Linked DNA regions of Rattus norvegicus: regions 1 and 2 are each linked to region 3. The links are chromatin contacts, called in public Hi-C maps. All regions are on one chromosome and are shown on one strand. The core of a region is the stretch at or near the end of the contact, and the rest is flanking DNA. Distances in the headings are between cores, read along the strand shown.

Region 1 (2,700 bases), core at 117-2,616, 160 kb before region 3:
TCCAAGTGTCCTTTGTCTTTCCCAGTACTAATTCATTTCTATAAAACATAACCAGATGAAGAAATTAAGTACTAACAAGGATAGACTGAGGCAGGAAGATGGTAAGTTCCAGAGTAAATTGTCAAGATCCTGTCTGAAAATAATTGTAAAAGATCCCTGGCCGTAAGGTCCTTAGTTGACCTTCTAGTATTTCCTGCCCCTTTCAAAGAAAGAATACTTTACCGAAAAATGAAAACAGAGCAAACCAACGCACCAAAAGGAGGGCTCTTACAACTGGTAATTTGGTCACCAACTCTCCAATATATGTAAGACCAGTCTAAACTAAGAAAGATCCTCTGATTTTCCTTTCCATCCACACAAGCTGAAGGGCCCGAGGTTTTGCAACCAAGACACAGCTGCACTGCAACAGGTCACAAGACTCGTGTCACTTGGGACACTGGCTATTATGCCATAAAGACAGATGTAGCACAGACACCTGCAAAGGGTGTTACAAATACCAAAGAGCTCTGGAAAGTAGCTCAGAGACCGAGCCTCAATTGTGGCCAGTATCAGATGGGAAAAGAGGAATAACAGAAAACAAGACGTGGGCGGATAACAGGGTCAGTTTTTTTTTTTTTTTTTTTTTTTTTTTTTTGGAGCTGGGGACCGAACCCAGGGCCTTGTGCTTCCTAGGCAAGCGCTCTACCACTGAGCTAAATCCCCAACCCCAACAGGGTCAGTTCTAATATGCTCATCACCTGTCAGAGGACAGGAAATGGATTAGCTCACCTGGTTCAGGAATTTTCACCAAGTAGCACACCATAGTGAAAATGTATTCCAGAACACGTGGACAATGAAGCAAAGATTTCACAGAAATGGGTTAGACTGAAAGAGTATGGAAAACAGCATTGCTTTGTGCACGTCTGAACACTAACACAGATGGCCCAGGAAAGGGTCAGAAAGTAACTGAACAGGGAGGAAGTGTGAGGTGGAGAGCTCACCGACCGGAGTTTCTGGAACTGGGCAGTGATGACTTTTCTTGAGTTTGTGTGTACGCGTGCAGAGGGGAATTTTAGGGTCACGAGTGCAGAGTGAAGGCCGGAGCTCGGGCAGCGGCCCAGCGCGGGCGGTCGGTTCTGCGGACGTGGCTGGCGGCGGCCTGGGCGAGGCCCGGCTCTTCCTCATCCGCCGCCGCCGCCCCCCTCAGGTCCCGGCCGCTCCGCGGCCCTCACTCACTCGTCGTCCCAGCCCAGTCCTCCGTACCTGCCTTCCCTGAGCCGCGGTTCCAGCGGCCGGCGGAGCCGTCGCCCTCTGAGGGCCGGAGGGCCATCCCCGGGGGCCCGGGCCCCAGCCCGAGCCCCGGCTGGCGGCGGAGCCTGACGCGCGGCTCCTACCGCGGACCTAACCCCAGTTCAGCCGGGGCAGGATAGTCGCCGTCGGCCTGTGGCGCGCAGGCGCGCAGGCGGCCACGCCCCCACGTGACCTGCGTTTTAGGGTTGGGCGGGACTGGAGCGCGCGCATGCGGTTTGACAGTGGAAGGCTGTGGAGGCTGGCTGCTGGGAACGCGCGTGCGTGCCGGGTCATAGTTTTGCCGCTGCTTTTGCCTTTTTTTTTTTTTTTTTAAAGATTTATTTATTTATTTTATGGAAAGCATTCTGCCTGCATATGTGACTGCAGGCCAGAAGAGGGCACCAGATCTCATTACAGGTGGTTGTGAGCCACCATGTGGTTGCTGGGAATTGAACTCAGGACCTCTGGAAGAGCAGTCAGTGCTCTTAACCACTGAGCCATCTCTCTAGCCCTGCTTTTGCCTTTATTCGTGAAATAGTTATGAAAATAAAATATTGAATCCGCGATGTTAGACACTGCCAAACTCCACGGTTATGCGCAGACTTTCGCTTACCAAGGACAAATCATACCAGGCTCCCGGAGTTTAGCAGGAACATCTCCGGGGAAGGGTAGCCGTCGATGGAGATATGGGGCAATGTTCTCTCACTGAGTTGTGCGTAGTGATTCTTTGGCCAAAATACTACAGAGCGGATCAAGCCGTTGAGCTCCCCTTTAGCTATGGTGTTTCTAAGGACGCACACTAACACATTCAAGCTCAGTGACACCCTAGTGCCATCTCAGATAGGTCATCCCCAAAGATTGCCTCACCTCCCAGATTGCCCAGTGAGGAGTCTAGTTTAATTAGATTCTGAAGCCTCCAGCCCCACCGCTACTGTTTTCGTTTTCTTCTGTAAGTATCGGCTCCTCCTGGTTCCATATACCTTCTCTCTAGCTCAGGTTCCAAGGGTCACATTTTTACTCCAAGACTTTTCTAAAGGGTCTTTCCAGAATATCCCTAGCCAGCCAGTCTAGTCAGGCCAGAGGATATGGATGGGCATTCCTGAGATTGTCTACTCATTTACACACACACAGACACACACACACACACACACACACACGCACGCACGCACGCGCGCGCGCGCGGACACACACACGCACACACACACGCACACACACACACACACACACACACACACACACGCACGCACACACACTTCCACAAGTCTCCTGGGGAATTTTCATGAGAAAAAAAGATTGCTCTGAAATTACTTTAATTTTTTTTTCTCTCTTTTTTTTTTTTCTTTTTTCTTTTTTTCGGAGCTGGGGACCGAACCCAGGGCCTTGTGCTTGCTAGGCAAGCGCTCTACCACTGAGCTAAATCCCCAAACCCCA
Region 2 (2,784 bases), core at 109-2,608, 230 kb before region 3:
CTTTTTCATAGCACTGATTACCTTCCTTCCTTTCTTTCTTCCTTCCTTTCTTTTTTCTTTTCTTTCTTTCTTTGACTTATTTATTTATTGTTTTGAGACAAGGTCTCACTATGTAGCCCTGGCTGTCCTGGAACTCACTCTGTCGATCAGGCTGGTCTCAAACTCAGAGATCCACCTACTTCCGCCTCCTGAGTGCTGGGACAAAAGGCAAGTGCCATCGTGCCTGGATATTGATCACCTTTCTTTTTTCTTTTTTTTTTTTTTTTTTTTTTTTTTTTGGAGCTGGGGACCGAACCCAGGGCCTTGCGCTTGCTAGGCAAGCGCTCTACCACTGAGCTAAATCCCCAACCTTGATCACCTTTCAATACATTGCTTCTATATCATTGTTTACTACCTGTCTACTTTGTTGATGTACGCTCCATAGTTTCAAGGACCTGTACGTACAGATGCCTTCCACAGCGCCCGACTCACAGAAGCTCAGTAAGTGTGTAATGAACAAAGCAGTCGGTAGCATCAGTGGTGGTTCATGCCTTTAATACCAGCATGTGGGAGGCAGAGGCAGAAGGATCTCTGAGTTTAAGGCCAACTTGGTCTACAGAGAAAATTCCAGGACAGCAGGGCTACACAGAGAAACACTGTCTCAAAAAACCAAACCAAACAAACAAACAAACAAATAGGGACACACCTTTAATTTCAGTATTCTAAGACAATCAGAGGCAGGATCTTTGAAGCCAGCCTAGTCTACAAGGTGAGTTCCTGTTCATCCAGGGATACATGGCTACATAAAAAGGTCTTGTCTTTAAAAGGGGAAAACAACTGGGGAGAAGATCAGTTGGTGAATTGCAGACCCCAGTGTAATCCCCTAAACCCCTCGAACCCCAAAAGCCAGGCATGATGATAAACTCAATGCATGTCTGTCTGTGCATCACGTTCATGCAGTGCTTGTGAAGGCCAGAAGCGGGTGACAAACACTCATCCCCCCACCCCCCCAAATCCCCCCCCCTTCACCTCTGCCACCCACTCTAAGCCTGTAGCCCCAGGCTGTCCTGGATCTCTACATACAGCCAAGAATGACCTTGAACTTCTGATCTTCCTACGCCCCAGGTGCTAGAATTCCAGTACTGCACTGTAACTGCTCCCTCCCTCTCTCCCCCCTCCCTCCCTCCCTCCCGGTCTCCCCTTCCCCTTCCTTCCTTGGGCAGCATTTTGTGCATCCAGGCTGGCTTCTAAGTTGATTTATAGCTCCACATTCTCCCGCCTTAGTCTGCCGAGTGCTGACGTGACAGGCCTGTGCCACAATGCTCAGCTTCTGAAACGTGGAAGCTCTGACCTTGAACTTAACTGCTGTTTGTAGATCATTCCTCACAACCGACAACACAAGGCTTTGTGCCAAGAGCTCCTGGAGAAGGGCACCTAACAGACGTGAGGCAGAGCTGATACAGGTCGCCCCCTGCTGTTCCTCTGGCGGAATCGCAGCTGCTCTGAAAAGGCTTTCCTACCTGGGAGGGAAGCTCTTTGTCCTTCCCGGAGTCCCTTTCTGTAGAGAAGCCAGCCAGAATAGAGAGGTGGGTTTTGTTTGTGTTTTCCTTCTCTTAAAAAAAAAATTTACCCCTAGTACTAGGGAAAATGAATATAGGACCTCAGGTATGCTAGGCAAACGCTGTGCCACTGAGTTGCGCCTGAGTTTGCTCTGCCTGTTTAAGTCAGTAGCCGGAGCTCTCAACCAACACAGGGACCTGCAAGCTGCCCCCTCCCACCAACTCTGTAATCCAGGGGACTAAATTATTTCAGAGAAACACCTCGAACTCATCCCCAGCCAGGATAGAGAGGTTCATTTCTGGGAACGTGCCTGGGGCGGGGAGCCAAGGAGCAAAAAAGTCCTGGCACAGGTAAGGAAGATGTTGCGGGAGGAGGAGGTATTGGGAAGGTTCTAACAGCCAAAGAGACAGAAACGAGCAACAGCCTATTCTAGACTTTTCTCTCAAACCTTCCGTCTATGGCCTGTGTGGGTAAGCCGGGGTTAGATGCTGTGTGAACCTAGGCCATGGCTCCACCTCTCCGAACCGTTTTCATTTTTTTTAATTAAAATTTTATTTTATGTGTGTATGTATGTGTGCATGCACGCGCACGTGTGTGTGTGTGTGTCTGTGTGTGTGTGTGCAAACAAGCATATACCACATGTGCGTGGGTGCCCACAGAAACCGGAAGAGAGTGTTGGATCCCTGGAACCGGAGTTCTTTGAAACCTGACATTGCACTCGGGTCCTCTGGAAGAGATCAGCCATCAGTCTTCACCACTGACCCATCTCTCCATTCTCCAGAACTTATTTTCTGACAGTAAACTTGCTAAGCAGCTCGGGCTGGTTTGGATCTCCTTCCTCCTCCACCGGTCTCCAGAGTGCTGGGATTAAAGGCATGTGCCACCATGCCTGGCTGGGCGCTTAACCCTTTTGCTGTTGATTTTGTCCTAGTTTTGCCTCTAAAAGATAGACCAGGACCTTGAGATTGTTTGAAACCTGTTGAGTCTGGTACCTGAACCAAGAAATGTAAGCTGTTATGGAAAGCGAAAGCCAAGCCACACAGGCTAGAACTAAGGATGACACAGACAGAAGACTGCCCTCCAGGGACTCGCAGACCAGAGGGATGTCCTGTGCTGCCAACAGGACAACGGACCAGGCAATAGACCAGGGTAAAGATTGTAAGGGATGATCCAGTGTTATATCACAGGGGACAAATGGAAAGGGGAATGTAGAATGCTTACTTCGAGCACACAGAGCCTTGGGTT
Region 3 (2,700 bases), core at 104-2,603:
ATGCAGCACAATGGCGGTGCTCCTGCCGAACATGCCAAAGCCTGCATGCAGGGGAGCCCAATTCTTAGCATCACGTGCACACAAAAGCTAAAATAATGGCCAAAATGGAGGTGATGGGAGCCCTTCCTGCGGTGGAGAAAGTCTGCCCAAAGTGGTGCTGAGAGAGCATTCCGGGCTATATCCCCTTCCCACACAGCTTGAAGGCAACTGCCAAGATGGCAAAATCCCTGCTCTTGGGAAGTTCACATGGGAAGACGGGACTAAAACATCCTGAGGTGTCTCAGGGCCCACTGCTCAAGAATCTGGAAGAAGGGATAGGAAGCCATCCTATCCTATCTTTGGCCTAACCTGACACAAACTCTAACGCCTAGTTACTGAGGGGACCTTCCTTCCACGATAGACTGACTTTGTCCTTTCCCACTTCCTGGTAGGACAAGATCCTCCCAACAGACATGACACACCCAGACCATTGCCAAGAACTCCAAAGCCAAAAGAGACATCAGGATATGCAGGATGTCTGGGTGTAAAGTCTCACTGTACTATCGTGTAAGCACTTGGCACAGAGCAGGTTGCTTTGAAAAACAAAACAAAACAAAACAAAAACAAACAAACTTCCTGTGCCTCGGTTTCTCCTCTGTACAGATGGCACAGCAGCTACTTCACAGAGCTGCTCTGAGAGGCAAAAATCAGCTCCGGGGTGACCGCAGCACTTTTGAGTATGTGCGTCACGGATCATTAGTTTATGGCCAAGTCCAAGTGAGGTGAGGAATCCAAGGCCCAGGGAGACCCAGCCAGTCCGTCAAGGTCACACAGGTGAAGCCTAACTCCCGCAGATCAATGACCCCGACCCGCGCGCCCTCTCTTTCTCCCTCGCGCGGGCCAGTAGGCTCCGCGGGCTCACCAGGATCGTGTCCACGAGGCTCTGCACCTTGACCGGGTCCAGCACCGACGGCAGCGGCCGGATGAGCACGGCGATTGGCACGTTGTGCACAGTGTCGATGCAGCCAGAGTGGATGCTGCCTCCTTGCGCGCCACTGGGTCCCTGACCGTCGGGCGCCCCAGGCCCCGCACTCGCCCTCCGGAGAGCTCCACCCGCGCGTAGCCCCATATTGCTTCCTTGGCGGACAGCGCCACCCGGCCTCTTTACCCGGCCGGGCTGTACCATCGTGCGGCCGCGGGGGGGCGACGGTTCTGCGCTTGCCCCCACCGAGTGGCTCGGCTCACGCTGTGATGTATCGGCCCCCGCTCCGCTCGACCAGAGCCCCACGTCCCACGCTGTTCTAGCTGCCCGCTGCCCGCTGAGGCGCCCCGCCGCCCCCTCGCGATGCGCTTAATGGACGCGTCGGGTCGCTGACTCAGGGTGAGTTTGCAGGTCGCGGAGCAGAGGCGCGGGTGACGCACAGCGTGGTGACTCAGGCCCTCAGAGGCGAGGACGCGGGCGGGCAGACCTGCCCAGCGAGGATGAGTCGGCTCTCAGTGGGAGCTGGGAACAGTGGCCTCCACGCAGTAGAGCAAGTGTGGTGACCTACTCACATTTCAGAGCGACTCTGCTACCTGAGCGCTATACTAATTCCATTTACAGTGAAGGAAACTGAAGCACAGAAACGTTATGAAACACCCCCCCACACACACACACACACAGACAAGGTATGGAGCTAATGAATGGGTGAGCCAAGGCCCAAATCCGGCAACACTGCTCCATAGATCGCTCTGGATCCCAGCGCAGGCTCATCTAGGCTCAGCGACAGGAATTCACCACAGAGAGTTGTGCTTGAGTTGTGCTGTTTCTGTACAGTTCTGCCCTGAAGTTCCATGTGTCACAAACCCTCAAAACATATCCAGGAAATAGAAGAAGGTGTGATTACTGAAGGTCCTCCCCAAAGTAGGTCCACTTCAGGGAAAGAAAACAAAACAATTAAAACAAAACAAAACAAAAAAAAACCAACAACAACAACAACAAAAAAAAAAAACCCCACCACCAAAAAATCGCTGAAATCCCTTACTACACAGCAAGTATCCAATATGAACAGCTGTGCAGCCCCTCTCCTGTGGCTTGTGCTTCCTCCTAGTATGGCACGTGGTTTCCAACGAGTGTCCCTAGAGAGGACAGGCCACTTCCAAGTCAACCTGGATCCTGTACAGCATTGCCTCTGTAGCATTCGAGAAGCTGATACTAAAAGGGCAGCATAAACCCCATTTGTTGTCTCCATTTGAAGGACCAGACCTGATTTCAAAATAAGGCTGTAAGGCACCAGCTTCAGGAATAGACTGTAAGTCCCAGAAACTAAGTCATAAGACACAGGCTCTAAGAACAGACCATGAAATGCAGAACAATATCATAAAACCGCCTCCCAAAAACAGCCTAGGGATAACCACAGAAATGGGAAACTATCTCAGAATGGGTCATCTGCATTGGGCAGCCCCATTTCATCCCATGGTTCAACGCTCCTGCCATAGGAATGCAGACCACTGACCACCTGTGGCCCCCAACCCCAACTCCCACCAATGAAATTTTAGATTACCTAGTCCCTCTAGAGAATTCCTCTGGGTTCCCTGTAGGAAGGCCTGTGTGCCTTTGTCTGGGGTCACCGTTTTGGAGAATGGTTGACCTCTGAATGCTGGTTGTTTCTGCAGAATAAAGTCTTGGTTTCTGCCCTATCTGAGTCTGGGGTCTTCCTTCAGCCATTTTTTGGACCCTTA

The links. Hi-C and Micro-C count contacts between places; a contact is called where the count stands out from the background.
Region 1: a Hi-C map of the A7r5 cell line shows a contact between it and region 3, with 2.7 times the contacts expected there. The contact joins the promoter of Tbc1d20 here to the promoter of Srxn1 in region 3. A contact is called at or near these places in 3 of 12 Hi-C or Micro-C datasets (the A7r5 cell line, the Rat2 cell line and Schwann cells).
Region 2: a Hi-C map of kidney shows a contact between it and region 3, with 7 times the contacts expected there. The contact joins the enhancer-like site here to the promoter of Srxn1 in region 3. A contact is called at or near these places in 11 of 12 Hi-C or Micro-C datasets (the A7r5 cell line, the Rat2 cell line, Schwann cells and 7 more).

What each region holds. Positions count from the first base shown.
Region 1 is chr3:161,227,514-161,230,213 of GRCr8, reverse strand. Tbc1d20 (TBC1 domain family, member 20) reads right to left here and starts at 1,366. Exons shown (of 8, transcript NM_001004281.1): 1 at 1,243-1,366. The coding sequence starts at 1,309.
Region 2 is chr3:161,294,540-161,297,323 of GRCr8, reverse strand. No RefSeq gene overlaps it. Among named protein-coding and RNA genes, the nearest start is that of Nrsn2, 12 kb to the left of the region's middle. Within about 2 kb of position 1,358, at least 7 of the 93 cell types and tissues checked have an H3K27ac peak or open chromatin away from gene starts, as enhancers often do. A contact at or near this core is called in hepatocytes and kidney, where this site is marked.
Region 3 is chr3:161,063,465-161,066,164 of GRCr8, reverse strand. It overlaps Srxn1 (sulfiredoxin 1), which reads right to left and starts at 1,353. Exons shown (of 2, transcript NM_001047858.3): 1 at 902-1,353. The coding sequence starts at 1,165.